Regions from separate parts of the Capra hircus genome. Here region 2 is linked to region 1. Evidence: chromatin contacts called from public Hi-C data. All regions are on one chromosome and are shown on one strand. Each heading gives the region's core, a stretch centred on a gene start, on an enhancer-like site or on the middle of the called end of the contact. The rest is flanking DNA. Distances are from core to core; before and after follow the strand shown.

The links. Hi-C and Micro-C count contacts between places; a contact is called where the count stands out from the background.
Region 2: a Hi-C map of blood shows a contact between it and region 1, with 2.3 times the contacts expected there. The contact joins the enhancer-like site here to the promoter of DCPS in region 1. A contact is called at or near these places in 3 of 5 Hi-C or Micro-C datasets (all in blood).

What each region holds. Positions count from the first base shown.
Region 1 is chr29:28,985,807-28,989,085 of ARS1.2, forward strand. It overlaps DCPS (m7GpppX diphosphatase), which reads left to right and starts at 1,885. Exons shown (of 6, transcript XM_005699619.3): 1 at 1,885-2,424. The coding sequence starts at 2,224. It overlaps TIRAP (toll/interleukin-1 receptor domain-containing adapter protein), which reads left to right. Exons shown (of 7, transcript XR_001917499.1): 7 at 1-458. It also overlaps the pseudogene LOC102185067.
Region 2 is chr29:29,059,050-29,062,289 of ARS1.2, forward strand. The region is part of intron 1 of ST3GAL4 (CMP-N-acetylneuraminate-beta-galactosamide-alpha-2,3-sialyltransferase 4); the gene reads left to right. Among named protein-coding and RNA genes, the nearest start is that of ST3GAL4, 23 kb to the left of the region's middle. Within about 2 kb of position 1,757, at least 3 of the 5 cell types and tissues checked have an H3K27ac peak or open chromatin away from gene starts, as enhancers often do.

The DNA.
Region 1 (3,279 bases), core at 635-3,134:
TTTGTAAGTCAGAGAACCATTTCCCCCCATTTGAACAGCCAGTCTTTACTGGCGTCCTTCCTCCCCCACTGACTGTGCTGTCTCTGGTGTTTCTGTCATATATCACACGCCTAGGTTCTCCAGGCTCCTTCCTTCATCTGTTCATGTACCCTGTGTCAGTGGCACCCTGGCTTACTTACCGTGGTTGTTAGTAAACCTCAATAATTTACAGTCAGCTCTTCCCACTTCTTTCATTCCTCAGAATCACTTCAACGCTTTCCGTTCCTTTATTCTTTCATATGAATTGTTTATTCAGTTATTGTCAGATTCCAGGAATGGGCCAATTAGTATTTTTATTGGACTTACATTGAGTTGAGAGATTAATGTGGAAAGAATAGATGTTTTAATATTTTGTAAAAATGTTATAACTCCATTTCTTTGTCTTTAAATGTATTTCAATAAACTTTGTATAAATCTTTTCCATATTGGTCAGTCACATTTTTTATGAGATTTATTCCTTAGCATGTCATATTTCCTGTTGCTAGTGAAAAAGGTATTTTTATTTATTTTGTGCTGCAAAAAGCTTTACTTTTTCCATTTGGTCCAAAGCTTGAGAGAGGGTGTTAAAAAGCTGCCTAATGGCTGTAGAGACGGGCTTCAGGCAGAAGCCCTGATGTTAGGGGGCTCCTAAAAGGCCCCTGGGTTCCAGAGGTTCCTAGTCTTGCTTGAGGGTTAGCCTTTTGAAGAGATATTCGTCCAGTCCTGCCTGGGGACCAGCCAGCCTGTGAAGGTTGGTCAGGTGGTTACCTGTCTTCTTGATGAGTTTCACCTCCTTATCTAGGGAGTGGTTCTCCAGGAAGTCACAGATGTGGGGGTCTGCACGGGCAGAACCCAGGCCATGCAGAGCCAAAATGGCCTGCTCTAGGTTCGTCTCCAGGAGAAGGGCAGCTTCAATAGCGTCCTGGGTTTTACCCCACTTCTCTTGAGACAGCTTCTGCACCTCCAGGAAGAGGGTGCAGCCACTGCGCTGGCTTGGCACTTTCAAGAAATACTTGAGGGCCCTCGCGCTTCTCCTTGGACAATTTGCAAAAGAAGTGGCCCACACCCTCCAGAGCCACCATGTTGCAGTCCAAATAGAAGCCCAGAGAGAGGGAGGTGTAGAAGGCCCGCAGTGTAAGTGACTGACAGCGGCCACCACCTCGGTGGTGTAACTCTGATCAATCTGGGAGCTCACGGTTGATCAGTAATAAGGAGTTAAGCTCCAAAAATGGTGGTGGCTGGTCCTGGTGATCATGGACAGCTGAGTGACTGATTCTGAAGGCTGCCACTGGAAAAAAGACTGGAGGGTGGTCGGAGGCTGGAGTGAGGGCCATCCCTGGGTCTGTTCCGTCCAAGCACTGTTGAAGCGAGACAGATCCGCGAGACTGCAGAGGGAACTACCAGTTATTTTTAAATTATACTTTTTGTCTGTTACTGGTGAGCTTCCCTGGTGATTCTGCCTGCTAATGCAGGAGACACGGGTTTGATCCCTTGGTGGGAAAGATCCCCTGGAGAAGGGAATGGCTACCCACTCCAGTATTCTCGCCTAGAAAATCCCATGGACAGAGCCTGGAGGGCTACAGTCCCTGGGGCTGCAAACAGTCGGACACAATGCAGCAACTAAACAGCAACAAGAGGTGAAGACTAAAAACCTGGCTGAAATAGATCTTTCAGTTTGAATTCCTGGGTCATGTAGGCAGTATAAATCTAAATTCTAAACCTGAATGGAAATTGACCTGTGATTACAAGTTTTCAGGATTTTTGTTTTCCCCCCTTCTCTCCAGAGCCAGATGTTGAGGCAGATAAGTTTCCTATTTTTTGTTTCCTCCAGTGGGACAGCTTTTAAAAAAATTTCTAGGTAGTTGGCCTTTCATTGAGGTGGTGGCCCTTTAGAGATGTTGCAGAGAAATTATAAATAGAATTTTTACATGGCAGTGTCTCTAGCTAGAGACCTACTGCCTTCTCTCTTCACTCAGCACCGGCCTCCACGAGGGCGGGCCAGCACAAGGGCATCAAGGACAAGTAAACCCGAATTAAAACGCTGGATGGGAGCAGGTCCCAGGAATCCGAGCTCCTAGGCTCCTTAGCGCCGGAAGAGCCCCCGGCTCTGGCCACGAAGCACGTCGGGAGTTGTAGTCGTCACCCCTGTCGGAGGTGGGAGGAGCTTGTGGGGTTTGCGCAGGCGCACACCTCCCGCCCGGCAGCATGGCGGAGCTAGCCCATCCTCAGAGCAAGAGAAAGCGCGAACTGGACGCCGAGGAGACGGAGGCATCCAGCACAGAGGGAGAGCAAGCGGGCGTTGGGAATGGGACTTCTGCCCCTGTCCGCTTACCTTTCTCCGGCTTTAGGGTCAAAAAAGTGCTGAGGGAGTCTGCGCGGGACAAAATCATTTTCCTGCACGGGAAGGTACCAATAGGCACTTCTGGGGAGGGGATACGGAAGCGGGTGACCCAATCGTCGCCTCGGAGGCGGATTTTTTTTTTTTTTTAATAGATTCTTCGGAAAATACCAATCGCATTCCTGCGTCGGGGGAGGCAGAGTGTACTAAAATGCATCGGAGGGTTGGTTGGTGGAAGGGACAAGATTATCCGTGAAATTAACTAAGGGAATTAACACGCGTAGGGCTACATTTCCTGATTACTCTTTTACTAAAATAAAGAACTAACACCAGTAGAGTGTATTGCCGATTAAAAACCACATGTTGAAGTCCCTAAGCATTCATCGTTCATTCTTTAAACCTGTAAGATGCTAGTGAACGTGAAAGTGTTAGCCGTTCAGTTCTGTCCGACTCTCTGCGACCCCATGGGCTGTATCCCACTAGGCTCCTCTATCCATGGGATTCTCCAGGCAAGAATACTGGAGTGGGTTGCCATTCCCTTCTCCAGGGGATCTTCCCAACCCAGGGATGGAACCCACCTCTCCTACATTGCAGGCAGATTCTTTACTGTAAGGTGGTAATTCAGTTCAGTCGCTCAGTGGTGTCAGGCTCTTTGGGACCCCATGGACTGCAGCTCACCAGGCTTCCCTGTCCATCACCAACTCCCAGAGCTTGCTCAAACTCATGTCCATGGAGTTGGTGATGCCATCCAACCATCTCATCCTCTGTCAGAAGCTAGTAAATGTTGCTGGATGGTCTTGTTCATCCAGGCCCCAGGCAGTGACATAGAGACTGTGGGAAGTTTGATCCTTGCTCTACAGGACTCCACCCCAACAGGGGAGACAGTTTATTCAATTGCTGGTCCAATTCTACATATCATGAGC
Region 2 (3,240 bases), core at 507-3,006, 73 kb after region 1:
CTGATAAAGTGGACAATATCAGTGTTTCTTTACAGGAGGTTGCAGGCCGGGGCTGTTTGAGACGCTGGTTGTAGAGGCTGGGGTACCCTGTGGACCCCACGGGTGGGGAACAGAGAGGCTTCCTGGCCTGCATGGGGAATCTTCTCCTTTCCTCCAAGCTTGGATGTCTGGAGAGGTGCCACGTCTGCCCACTGGTGGGCCTTGAGGCAGTTGGTCAATTACTCTGCCCTTTGCTGCCTCACAAGAGCCTGGAGCCAAGACCAGCTCACTCCCCACCGGTCCTGTGAGATCATGCTGTGTTGTTCAGGATGGGTAGAAGGCACAGTGCAGCCTGTGTCTAGCTATCAGTCAGGCCAGAGGGGCTGGAGTGGGCATCTGATCTATTACCGCTGCCTCTTCCCCTCTCGCTCGGCCTGCTCTGTGACAGTGAAGTTCCTGACAATTAGATCCATTGATAAATTCAACAAATTTGTATCTAGAGCCTGCTGAGTGCCAGTCACTGTTACAGACATGGTTGATCCAGCCTCAAGCAAAACAACAGAAGTTCTTTGCAGGCGGGGAGTACAGGTGCACAAAGTCACTTCCATCGTGTCTGACTCTATGCAACCCAGTGGGCAGTAGCCCACCAGGCTCCTGTCCATGGGATTCTCTAGGCAAGAATATTGGAGTGGGTTTCCATTTCCTCCTCCAGGGGATCTTCCTGACCCAGGGATCAAACCCATGCCTCTTATGTCTCCTGCATTGGCAGGCGGGTTCTTTATCACTGGTGCCACCCAGGCTAGGCAGTCGAGGAGAGGGATCTAAAATGTCAGGTGTTGGGGTTTTTTTTTAATGGGAGGTGGAGAAGATGAGTGGAAAGCTGAATGGGGAGGTATCAAGCCTATGTCTGGGGGAAAATATTCCAGGCTGAAGGAACAGCTGGTGCAAAGGTCGAGAGCAGGGGGTAGGCCCAGCCCAGTCAAGAACAGTGAATCCTGTGTGAATGAAGCAGAGTAAATGAGGAAAACAGGGAAGGAGGGCAGAGAGGTGCTGGCCAGGAGATCGCATGCATCCTTACAGATCAGAGCAAGGGCTCGGCCTATCTCGCTGGGTAGACGGGAGCTGTAGAGGTGATTTTGAGCTGAGGAGTGGTGATTCAGATGACTGGTCATTCTAGAGAATTACAGTTAGTGGACCACACCCAGGAGTGGCTGAAGAGAACAGAGCAAGAATCAATGACTTGTGTCCTCGCCTTGCCTTGCCTCCCAGTTGTATTAGTTACATTCAAGTCATCGTCCACACTAGGCCCTTGTTAAGAAATAAAATACGCCTTGCAAGTTTGCGTCTGTTGGAAAATATGCGATTTGACATTTTTTATCTTTAATCACAATCTGTCCCAGATAAATAATAATTTAGGGAATGTCTGTAACTTAAATACTCGTTGGGCCACCTTCAGGAAAAAAATGCAAAGAAATAGCTGTACCTGGAAGCTAGATGCAAATTTCTGGCATAATAGAAAATATTATTATAACACGGGCATAATAAAATTAGGAAATTAAAAACGTCACCATCCAGCTCACACCGCCCCCTGGAATCACAGCAGGGGACTCTTAAGCTGAGGAACCGCTGTGGGTTTACGTGGCACCTTCGAGATTCACACACCTCGGGGCTGGAGACGTGCCCGGAGATTCCCGAGGTGAGGTGTTTCGAGTAGATGTAGCACAGACCTGCTCTAAGGTTCCACAGAGTAGCCACACCAGTTCACGGGCCAGGAGACCTGGCTTACCAGCCAAGGGCTGTTGATTCCCTGCCAGTGAAGTGGCCTGACCGTGAGAAACTGAACGCAGGCCTTGCCAGCGTTTGTGGAAGTCTGGTGTCCAGATGTGGGGGGATGGTAATCCCATGAACACAGCTGTGGACATTGAGGACAAGCTGGGGGGTGGGGGGCGGGCTGGAGACTGTCTCACTAGGAAGCCTGCCTGAGAAGGCGCGAGGGAGGCTCCTCCGAGCTCTCATAAGCCTTGGAAGTACTTTGATGTAATGGAGGGCAACTTCCTCGAGTTGCTCCAAAGAGCTGCAGGTGGGCTTTCCAAGGATCTTGGCATCTTCACCAGCTGGTTTAGGGGTGGTAGAGGGCAGGGGTTAGGAGCGTGGCCTCTGGAGCTCAGCTTCTCACTAGCTCGGTGACCCTGGGCAAGTTGCTGACCCTTTCTGCACCTCATTTCCCTATCTCCAGGGTGGAGATAATAATAGTGTTTAACTCACAGGGTTGAGATCATACTTTAAAAAGAGTCTTGCAGTGTAGCTTTCACATTCAGTAATGTCTGGAGACATTGTGGGTATTGGAACTGGAGAGTGGGAGTCTCACTGGCACCTAGTGGGTAGAGGTCAAAGGTGCTGGTAACCAGCCTGCAGTGCCCAGGACAGTCCCCACGGCGATGACTCACTTGGTCCCTAAAGCAATGGCAGTGAGGTTGGGACCTGCCCCCTGGTGTTGTACACAGTGAGTGCAGAATACGTTTCAGGATCATAAGAGATGTCAGGGGTTTCCCAGGTGGCTCAGTGGTAAAGAATCCACCTGCCAATGCAGGAGACCTAGGAGATGCAGGTTCCAGCCCTGGGTTGGGAAGGTCCTCTGGATGAGGAAATGGCAATCCACTCCAGTATTCTTGCCTGGAAAATCCCATGGACAGAGAATCCTGGTGGTTACAGCCCATGGGGTAGCCAAAGGATTGGACACTACTTAGTGACTAAACAACAGCAAAAACAAGGGATGTCATACATTTTAAAATCTCATCTTATCACTTGTGTGTCAGATGTTTATATTGGATTGGCTAAAAAGTTCGTTTGGGTTTTTCTGGAAGATGTTATGAAAAACCCAAACAAACTTTTTGGCCATCCTGATAAAATATCTGCTAGGTTCTAGGCACTATAATAGAGACTGAAGATATAAAGCTGGCCTGGACCTCAGAGGTCATAGTCTCATGGGCAAGATACGAAAACACTTAACAGTGTAATATAAAATTATATTATGTGATAAAGCATCTTCTTTAGGCTACGTGCTGTCATAGACTGTTGGTATAAACAAGCTTATAATTGGAGAGGTCAGAGGATAGTGGGCAAGCCATGAAAATAGTAATTATATAATACAAAATTTTACTATCTGATAGGTGCTAAAATCAAGACATAAACAATATTGTGTGGAAAGAAAAACATTGCCGAGAATTGTCAGAAAACACTTCATAGAGGAGGGCCTGTTTG